Regions from separate parts of the Rattus norvegicus genome. Here region 2 is linked to region 1. Evidence: chromatin contacts called from public Hi-C data. All regions are on one chromosome and are shown on one strand. Each heading gives the region's core, a stretch centred on a gene start, on an enhancer-like site or on the middle of the called end of the contact. The rest is flanking DNA. Distances are from core to core; before and after follow the strand shown. Region 1 overlaps Tcea3 (transcription elongation factor A3). Region 2 holds the start of Hnrnpr (heterogeneous nuclear ribonucleoprotein R).

The links. Hi-C and Micro-C count contacts between places; a contact is called where the count stands out from the background.
Region 2: a contact with region 1 is called in a Hi-C map of liver, with 2.3 times the contacts expected there. The contact joins the promoter of Hnrnpr here to the enhancer-like site in region 1. A contact is called at or near these places in 7 of 12 Hi-C or Micro-C datasets (the A7r5 cell line, frontal cortex, kidney and 3 more).

The regions. Positions count from the first base shown.
Region 1 is chr5:153,774,549-153,778,898 of GRCr8, reverse strand. The region is part of intron 5 of Tcea3 (transcription elongation factor A3); the gene reads right to left. Among named protein-coding and RNA genes, the nearest start is that of Tcea3, 16 kb to the right of the region's middle. Within about 2 kb of position 2,193, at least 23 of the 93 cell types and tissues checked have an H3K27ac peak or open chromatin away from gene starts, as enhancers often do. A contact at or near this core is called in kidney and liver, where this site is marked.
Region 2 is chr5:153,824,212-153,828,561 of GRCr8, reverse strand. It overlaps Hnrnpr (heterogeneous nuclear ribonucleoprotein R), which reads right to left and starts at 2,043. Exons shown (of 11, transcript NM_175603.3): 1 at 1,923-2,043.

The sequences.
Region 1 (4,350 bases), core at 944-3,443:
TGAACATTTTCCTAGTTTAATCGTCATAGGAGTCCCTGGCGGTCAATACCCTTACCATCCGATGTGTATACAAAGAAACAAACTTGGAAAATCCCATCTCTGAGTTGTACCTGGAACGATTCACCAAGACTAGAGCCCAGGGCTGTGTGTCAGCATCTTCCCTGCCTCTGATCCCTTGCCTACAGTGACCCCATGTACTGCAGCAACTACATGGGGGAAAAAGATCTCATCGTCAAAGCTGTCCTCCAACAGGCCAAGGATAGCGTTGAACATCTCTGGTCCTCCTGCCTCTGCCTCCCAACTGCTAAGACTGTAGGAGTGCATCCCTGCCTGGTTTATGAAGTGCTGGGGTTTAAGCCTAGGCTTTGAGTGTATTCAGGTAATGACTGAACTACATCGCTAGCTGGTTGGTTGATTTTTGTGGTTGGTATTCGTGTGAGTGTGTGTGTGCATGCATGCAGTCAACCTCAGAGCCAGCCAGCTCATTGTTGGAGATACTCTGTCTTGCTAGAACCTTGTACACCATGGTTAGGCTAGGCTGGCCAGTCCAGGATCCCCAGGGATGCTCCTGCTTTGACCTCTCTGGACTGGGATTTTAATATGCATGTGCACACACCACCATGCCCAACTTCTCCTGAGTGCTGTAGGCTGTACCCCTGTTTGCTGAGCTCTCTCTCAATCTGCGGGTTGTTTTTTATTTTGAGACAGGGTATCTCTGTGTAGCCTCAACTATCCTGGAACTCACTTTGTAGACCAGGTGGGCCTAGCACTCATGTATCTGCCTGCCTCTGCCTCCCTGGCGCTGGGATAAAAGGCACGCACCACTACACCCAAGGAGTTTGTCTGAGAATAGGACTGAGCTAGCATTTCCCAGAGTTTAAAACAGAGCTCCCGGTACCTGTCCCTTGTGCCTCCCCTCAAAGGTCACATCTTCAGGGAGGCAGTCTCTGCCCTGTTTTCCTACTGCATAGCACTTAGCCAAGTCTATAATTAACTCGCTCATGTGTTTATAAACATTGTCTGCTTCCCTCTTCAAATGACAGTCCACACAGAGACCGTGTGGCTCATTTACTCCCGTAACAGTACCCTTATTTAGCTTGCTAAATGGCTGCCGAATGCATGATAGAAGCTGATCGATCATAAAAGGCCGAAGAACCAGGGAGTGCAGACGGAGCTCACCTGGAGCGGGGCGGCCTGAAAAGCAGTATTCCTGTTCCCACCGGGGCTCACTCTCCCGTTCCCTCTATGTGTGGCCGGGAACATGAGGTTCAGGGCTCGCACCAAGGAAGCCCACAACACAGGGTTTTAGAGTTGGCAGTAATGACAGCTGTCGTGTTTGGAATGCTTACACTGAGTTTGGGGCTAAGCTCCAGAGCTGGGTGTGAGCTGGGTGTGGCCACACATGCCTGTGATTCTAGTGGTTAGGAGTCTGAGGCAGGAGGATCATGAGTTCCAGCCTGGGCTACAAAATAAGGGCTGGTCTCATTCATCCCCCAGTCCCTGAAGAATCCAGGTGTTGATGGCTCAGCTGATGAGGAGAGTTGTGAAGTGATGTGATTTCAATCTTAGAACCCACACAGAGGAAAGAGAAGAGCAGTTTCCCAAAGTTTCCTCTGACCTCTGTGTGTGTGCCCGATCTCTCTCTCTCTCTCTCTCTCTCTCTCTCTCACACACACGCACACACACACACACACACACACACACACACACACACGTAATGAATACACACGCGCACAAATCTAGGCTTCCGAGGCAAACCCCAAAGCCTGGTATACCCACTTTGACCTTGGGTGGTTTCTTTACCCTCTGATACTTCACATGTAGAATAGGAATAACGTAGCACCCATCTTATGGGTCTGTTGGAACGACCAAAAGAACCTAAGAAGATTCCAGTAAAAAGTATCGGGCCACTTATCCCTGCACATGATCACACACCACCTTTGCAGTGTGTGGTTGAGAGCAATGCCCGGCTTTTCGTTTCACCATCCGATCCTCACCATGACCTTGGGAAGTCAAAATCACTTCCACCCCACAAGATCAATCCGGCGAGTCTCAGTGAGTGAAACTGAGTCGTCTAAGGTCATCCATCCAACGTCCAAAGAAGCTGAGTCAGACCGGAAAGGGCTGTCTGTCTTTCCAGTTCTTCCAGCACATTTCACTGTGTCTGGAAAAGAGTCCTCTTACCCGCAAGCCGCAGCTGATTGGAGCACTTTCCCCTCTGGACCCTGGCTCTGTGCCTTCCAGCTTGGCTAGGAGCAGGCTGCCTGGTGGCCTGGATTTTGTGACTGGGTTATGTTTCATCCAGTCACACTCATACCGTTAGGGACTGCCAAACTCCAGAAAGGGCATGTTAGCGAGGCTCGGGATTAGGTGCATGTTATGTGCGCCGTCCCTCTGCTCCCAAATGTGTCAGCCTTAGCCTCGATCTCAGCACTAGTGCCTGCTCTTAGAAATCCTTCCTGCTGCCTGGCAGAGGCACATGGGGCCCTGCTTGCTGTTCTTTTGCGCCACCTCGTGGACAGTTCAGTTACTGTAACTTACAGTTGCTGCCAAACCAAACTCTGGATTATAGGCAAGTGATCTGAATGCAACTTACCATGAAGCATTTTGTTTGCGCACGCACATCTGTCTGTCTGTGTCTGTGTGTCTGTTTTTCTGTGTATATATCTGTCTGTATCTGTGTCTTCTGTCTCTGTGTGCCTGTGTGTCTGTGGCTCTGTGTGTCTGTGTCCATCTGTCTCTACTTGTACGTGACCATTCCAGCTATAGTTCTCAGAACACCGCTCACTCCCGTTGCCACCCCTTTGCACTGCTTTCCCAGAATAACACCATCTGCTGAGGGATCAGGCCAACTCCTCTCAGACTCTCCTTCCTATAGAAGGCATTCTTGGACATTCTTCCTGTATTCCCATCCCATGGTGTAGCCACTCCAAGGAATCCAAGCTATGGATTCAGTGACCTCTGTCCTGAGACAGACCTTTCGATCTTTGCCTGGCCTTAGAGGCTGCACTCTGCTGGGTCACATTGTGTGTCCAGTTGTGTCTTAGAAAAATCTGCGGCCTAGAGAGATGGCTCACCGGTTAAGAGCACCGACTGCTCTTCCAGAGGTCCTGAGTTCAATTCCCAGCAACCACATGGTGGCTCACAAACATCTGTAATGGGATTTGATGCCCTCTTCTGCTGTGCCTGAAGACAGCTACTGTGTACTCATACATTAAATAAATGAATGACTTTTTTTAAAAAGAAAGATCTGCACACGTGGCCACTAGTTACAACTGGAAAAGTCATAGGAAGAAATATTAATACGTAGATGTCTGCTAATCACTGGAACACTGGGAGAGATAGGCTCAGCGATTGAGAGCGCTAACTGCTCTCCTCAGTGACCTTCCCAGCATGGCTTACAAAACACCTGTAACTCCAGGTCCCGGGCATGCAGTGTCCTTTCTGGCCTCTGACTTCCTGCCCATGTATGGTGCATACGAGCTCATGCCGGCAAACACCCACCACCACAAAACACATCAAACTGGCAGACTGTGGGTTAGAGAGAGGGCGGGGTGCTTGCCACCATACCCGACACCCCACGGTCCATCCCTGGAACCCACACAGTGAGAGAACCGACTCCTGTAAGCTGTCCTCTGGCCTCCCTGTGTATGGCCAAGGCATATAACCAATCAGATCAATGTGAGGATAGTTTTAATACTGAAAGACTGGGGTCAGAGGGATCATCACATGAGCCTGGTGCCCTAAGTTTGAACCTTAGAATCCACGTAAGGATAGAGAGAGAGAACCAGCTCCACGGAGTTGCCCTGTGACCTCATCATACATATGATGTACACACATGCGCACACACACACACACACACATACACACAAATGCATGCTTACACATATACATTCTCACACATACAAATAATAAATAAAGGCCTGGAACCCCCCTGGAGGATGGCAGCCAAGCATGCTGACACATCTGTACAGTTACTCAGAAAGCTAAGGCAGTGAGACTGCTTGAGCCCAGGAGCTTAGGGTCAGCCAGGGCCTTAACCATGAGATCCTGGTGCATACCCCCCTTACCTTTAAATACGTAGTGAAACCCTGCCTCACAAAGAACAACAAACCCGGAAGGACGCACTAGGTGTGCATTTTCACAAGGCAACCATTGGTTAGGGCTAGGTAGCGTTACCCCCTCAGGTAGGCAGGCTGTCTAGCTAGCCACACTCTCTGCACTAGTCTTCAAACTGGTGATCCAACTGCCTCTGCCTCTCGGGTTACCACAGCCAGCTCAGGAGACCACAACTGTTTCAGTCGAGATGTGGGCTCGCCCCCATCCAGTCTGCTGTGAGCTCTCTATATA
Region 2 (4,350 bases), core at 794-3,293, 50 kb before region 1:
TCAAACACTATGCCAAGTGCTGTTTGCTGACACAGAACAACTCTTCATCTGAACATCCACTGATATTTAGTTGAAGTTAATGAGAGGAGAAAGAGGAAGGCAGTAGTAGAAAGCAAAGTGTGAAGGGTGTTACTGAGAATGACCTGACAGCTGGATGACTTCCCACCACAAACCTCTCCCTAGCCCTCTCAAGTCTACAGAGACGCCGACTGTACCTAAACAGATATATCTCAAGGCAAACTTCAAATTCTGATGAACTAGCAAAAATAGAAACATCCAAAACTGGCACAAGATGAGCATATTTACTGATTAATACAACCTAGTCCTATAAAGAAGCATTCAAAAATCCAAAATCTGTGAACATGCATATGTGCTTTCCCATTCCCTCCCACAAACACTATACTAAGATCACCACAACTCAAAAGTTCTGTAACAAGACCTTCAGAGCACTGCACCTATGAATACTACGTTACAGGAGAGGCAAATTAACTGAGAAGTTCAATGAACATCCGTTAAGGTGGAGTAATTTTAAAAGTATGCATGAAGCAAAATGACAAGTTATGTATTAAAAGCACAAGACATATTTACGACTATCATCGATATTAAAAACTTTTTAAATGTTCAGATTTTGTCAACTTTAACCTAAAAAAAAAAAAGGTAAAATAGACTCCAGGAAATAAAACCTTCAGATCAACAGAGGGGAATCTTCAAGCCAAATTCAAAGTGCTCATTTAAAAGACATTTATGTTATGAGACCATTTAAACTCATGTTATTCGACAACAATGCCACACAGCCAAACCATATTTCTGGATGCAGCAAATATACTAACATGACTGGAATCCTTTGACATAAACATTTTTGCAAAAAAAAAAAAAAGAAAGAAAAAAGAAAAAGAAAATTACAAAATAAAGTCATTTAAATAAGATTTATAAGGACTGCTGGGAGATTTGGGAAGTCAGTACTAGCCCCTCCCTCACTTTTAGTGAACATCCCTAAGCAAAATGTTGAGAGACCGGCTTTTAAAAGATCCAACGAAAGCTAACGGTTATCTCAAAGCTGGGGAGTGTCAAGTCCTTAATCACTACGACTGACTCCTGACACATTCTGTTTCTAAAGGGCAGGGGAGGAAAAAACTCAAACAGGTAACGAGAAAGGACTGAACCTTTCAAGAACCCCTGGGCTTTCGTCTTAAAATTCTGGCCACATGGATACTACCGTGGAAGAAAAAGAAGCGCTTTTCTAGTCTGGAGCGCCTATGACATTCTCAGAATTACCTAGCTCAGGCGCCGCTCAAAACCAAGTGTCACGGCCTCTAGTAGTCATTTTTTCCTTCAAATCCCGGCTCGAATCATGCAGGTTGGGGATCGGGCGGGAGGCACCCCCCATACCTCGGTCCCTCGGCTCCGACTCCCGTAAAAGTTTGCTCCGGGCTCAGGTAACCCTAAGACTTGCACCCCGCCCTCGGCTCACCCCACCCCCTCGGGCGCGACCCCGTATCAACACATCCCACTCCTGGCAAGGCGAGATGCGGGCCAGGCCTAACCGCAGGCCTAGGGGCAAGCACCGGAGTCAGGGGAACGTCTGAAACCCTTAGCCCGGCCGGGCCGCGGACAGCGGCAGGCGGAGGCGGGAAAAGCACCCTGAAACCGGCAGGCCGCACGGAGGACAGCGGACCGAGGGACCGGGGCACCGGAGGGGCTGATAAGGATGAGCGAAAGAAAGGAGGCGCCGCGGCCGGACTCAGGCCCACGGCTGCGCGGCCGGTCCGAGCAGAAGCCGCCCCCGGCCCATCCCCACCCCCACCCTCGGGCCTCGGAGCAAAGACCCAAACTGCAGGCCGGGGCGCCGAGCCTGGACCCGGCCGAATCCGGTCAGACCGGGACTCCAGGCCCCTCCCCCCACGGGCCAGCGCGAGACTCACCAGGGCAGAGCGGGGGGCCGGCAGCCTGGCCCGTGAGAATCAGCGCGAGGCGCTTTGAAAACGACTAGAAATGGCGCGCGCGCCACCCCCTCCCCCCCTGCATGGACAGAGACGCGATCCCGGCAGCACGCGGGGTTTCCCGGAACTGCTTCCAGGGACTCCATACGGCCGAGCAATCAGTTCAGGAGGCTGCCTGATAGGCAGCTCAGCGGACCAATCAGAGAGAGGGAAAGCGGCCCTCGCGTCGGGGACTCGGAGGACCAATCGGTGTGGCCGTCAGGCTGAGCCAATGAGGGTTCTCAGCGCCACTGGCTGAGGCGCCTCCGGGGCGGGGGCATGCACACAAAGGGGTCTGTTGGTGGGAGCCCCTCGTAGTGGCGAGGCTGCGGGGCAGCCGGCCTTGCGTGGCCGAAGCTCCTCCCTCTCCGTCTACCCGGGTTATGAGGTTGAAAATTTAGGCCTCGCGCCGCGTGGCCGCCACAGGAGCCCCGCCCCCTCGGGTCCCTGCGGCCACGCTCCGCAATGGCGCTGCTACCCGGAGCGGGAGTCCCTTACCCCAATCCTCCCTCCGGCCGTGCTGGCCGGCCGCAGAGTGTAGGTCCCAAACACACCCATCACCTCACGCTCCGCTCCATCGCTAGATCATCTTGGCTCTAGTCAAAAGACAACTTAAAGAAGATTCGACTCGTGTCGCTGGAGGTTTTCCTGTAGAAAAGCATCCCTTAGAAGGATCAGAGAAACTGCCTGTTTCCCTCCCTGGCACTTTTCCTCACAATAACGTGGATCTGACTCAAGAGTGATGTTAACAGGAAGCAGGGACCCTTCAGAGTTTGGAGAACTGAGTAGGTAGGGTACTGGATCTACGTACGACTGAAAGCCAGGCAACGGGCAAAAGGTTCATTTCCCCCCTAGGAGAGTAATACCTTTTATTCATAAGCCTCTCACCTGTCACTGTCACTCCTGTCCCAAACCCAACACCACCTCAGTGAAGAAGGTCAAAGGTTCTGCTTCCAAATGTATCAGGAGAACGTGTTTCTCAAACCAAAATATAATTATTGTTTGTCTACCCATGCGTTTTTGAATGGACATCTGCACCTGATACGAACTTGACGGCCAATGTGGCAGTGTTGGGAGGTGGGGCCGGTAGTGGGAGGTGTTTCAGGCATTAGGACTCCACCCTCAAAGGATTAAAGCTGAATGATAGGCCTCCAGGCTGCGAGTTAGACGTCTAGCTCTGATTTTCTCTGCATCTTTTGCGCTTCCAGCATAGGGTGTCCCAGCACGAAGGCCCTTCTCCCCACATGCTCTCAACGTTGCACTTCCCTACTTACAGAACTGTAAAATGTAAGTCCCGTCCTAGGGACTGGAGAGATGGCACAAATGCAAGGTTAAAATCCTGACTTTGAATCTCCACTCGAGTAAAAAGCCCGGGGTGACCACATGCATGCACCTGTAAATTCCAGTGCTGATGTGGGCTACAACAGGAGAATCCCTGTAGCTTGCTGCAAGGTTAGCTCCAGGCTCAATGAGAGACCCTATCCCAAGAGAATAAGGCAGGGGAGTGAAAGAGCAGGACATCCACTTTTCTCTGACCTTGGTCTGCACTTACCTTCACACACACACACACACACACACACACACACACACACACACACACACACACACGTAAGCAAACACAACATTAAATAAAACCCTCTTCTGTATAAATTATCCCATCAGAGGTATTCTATCACAAGGCCATCTGATACCTATTAGGTGTCCAGTACCAAGCCAATATTAAGGGATGTAAAACACAGATATCCTGGGAGCTGAGGCTGCAGTTCAGTGTCAGAGCAGGTTCTCCCATACAAAGGACTCTGAGTCCAGGCTCTAACTTAGGGCAGTGGGGGTTCTGGTGGTTGGAGAGACTCAGGTTCAATTCCAGAGCCTTGGGGCTGGGGATTTAGCTCAGTGGTAGAGCGCTTGCCTAGGAAGCACAAGGCCCTGGGTTCGGTCCCCAGCTCCGAAAAAAAGACCAAAAAAAAAAAAAAAAAGAACAATTCCAGAGCCTTTATGGTAGCTCACAAACGTCTTGTACTCCAGTTCCAGAAGATCCAATGCCCTCTTCTGACCTTCTTAGACACTAGGCACACGTGGTATGCAGACATATATGCAGGCAAAAGCACCCAAACATAAAATAAATCTAGGACTGGAGAGATGGCTCAGTGGTTTAAAGCACTGACTGCTCTTCCAGAGGTCCTGAGTTCAAATCCCAGCAACCACATGGTGGCTCCCAACCATCTGTAATGGGATCTGATGCCCTCTTCTGGTGTATCTGAAGAGAGCAACAGTGTACTCACATACATAAAATAAATAAATCTTAAAAAAAAAAAAAAAAAACTTACAGCACAGGAGTAAATGTAGCACAAAATAGGTACAGCCAAAAGTA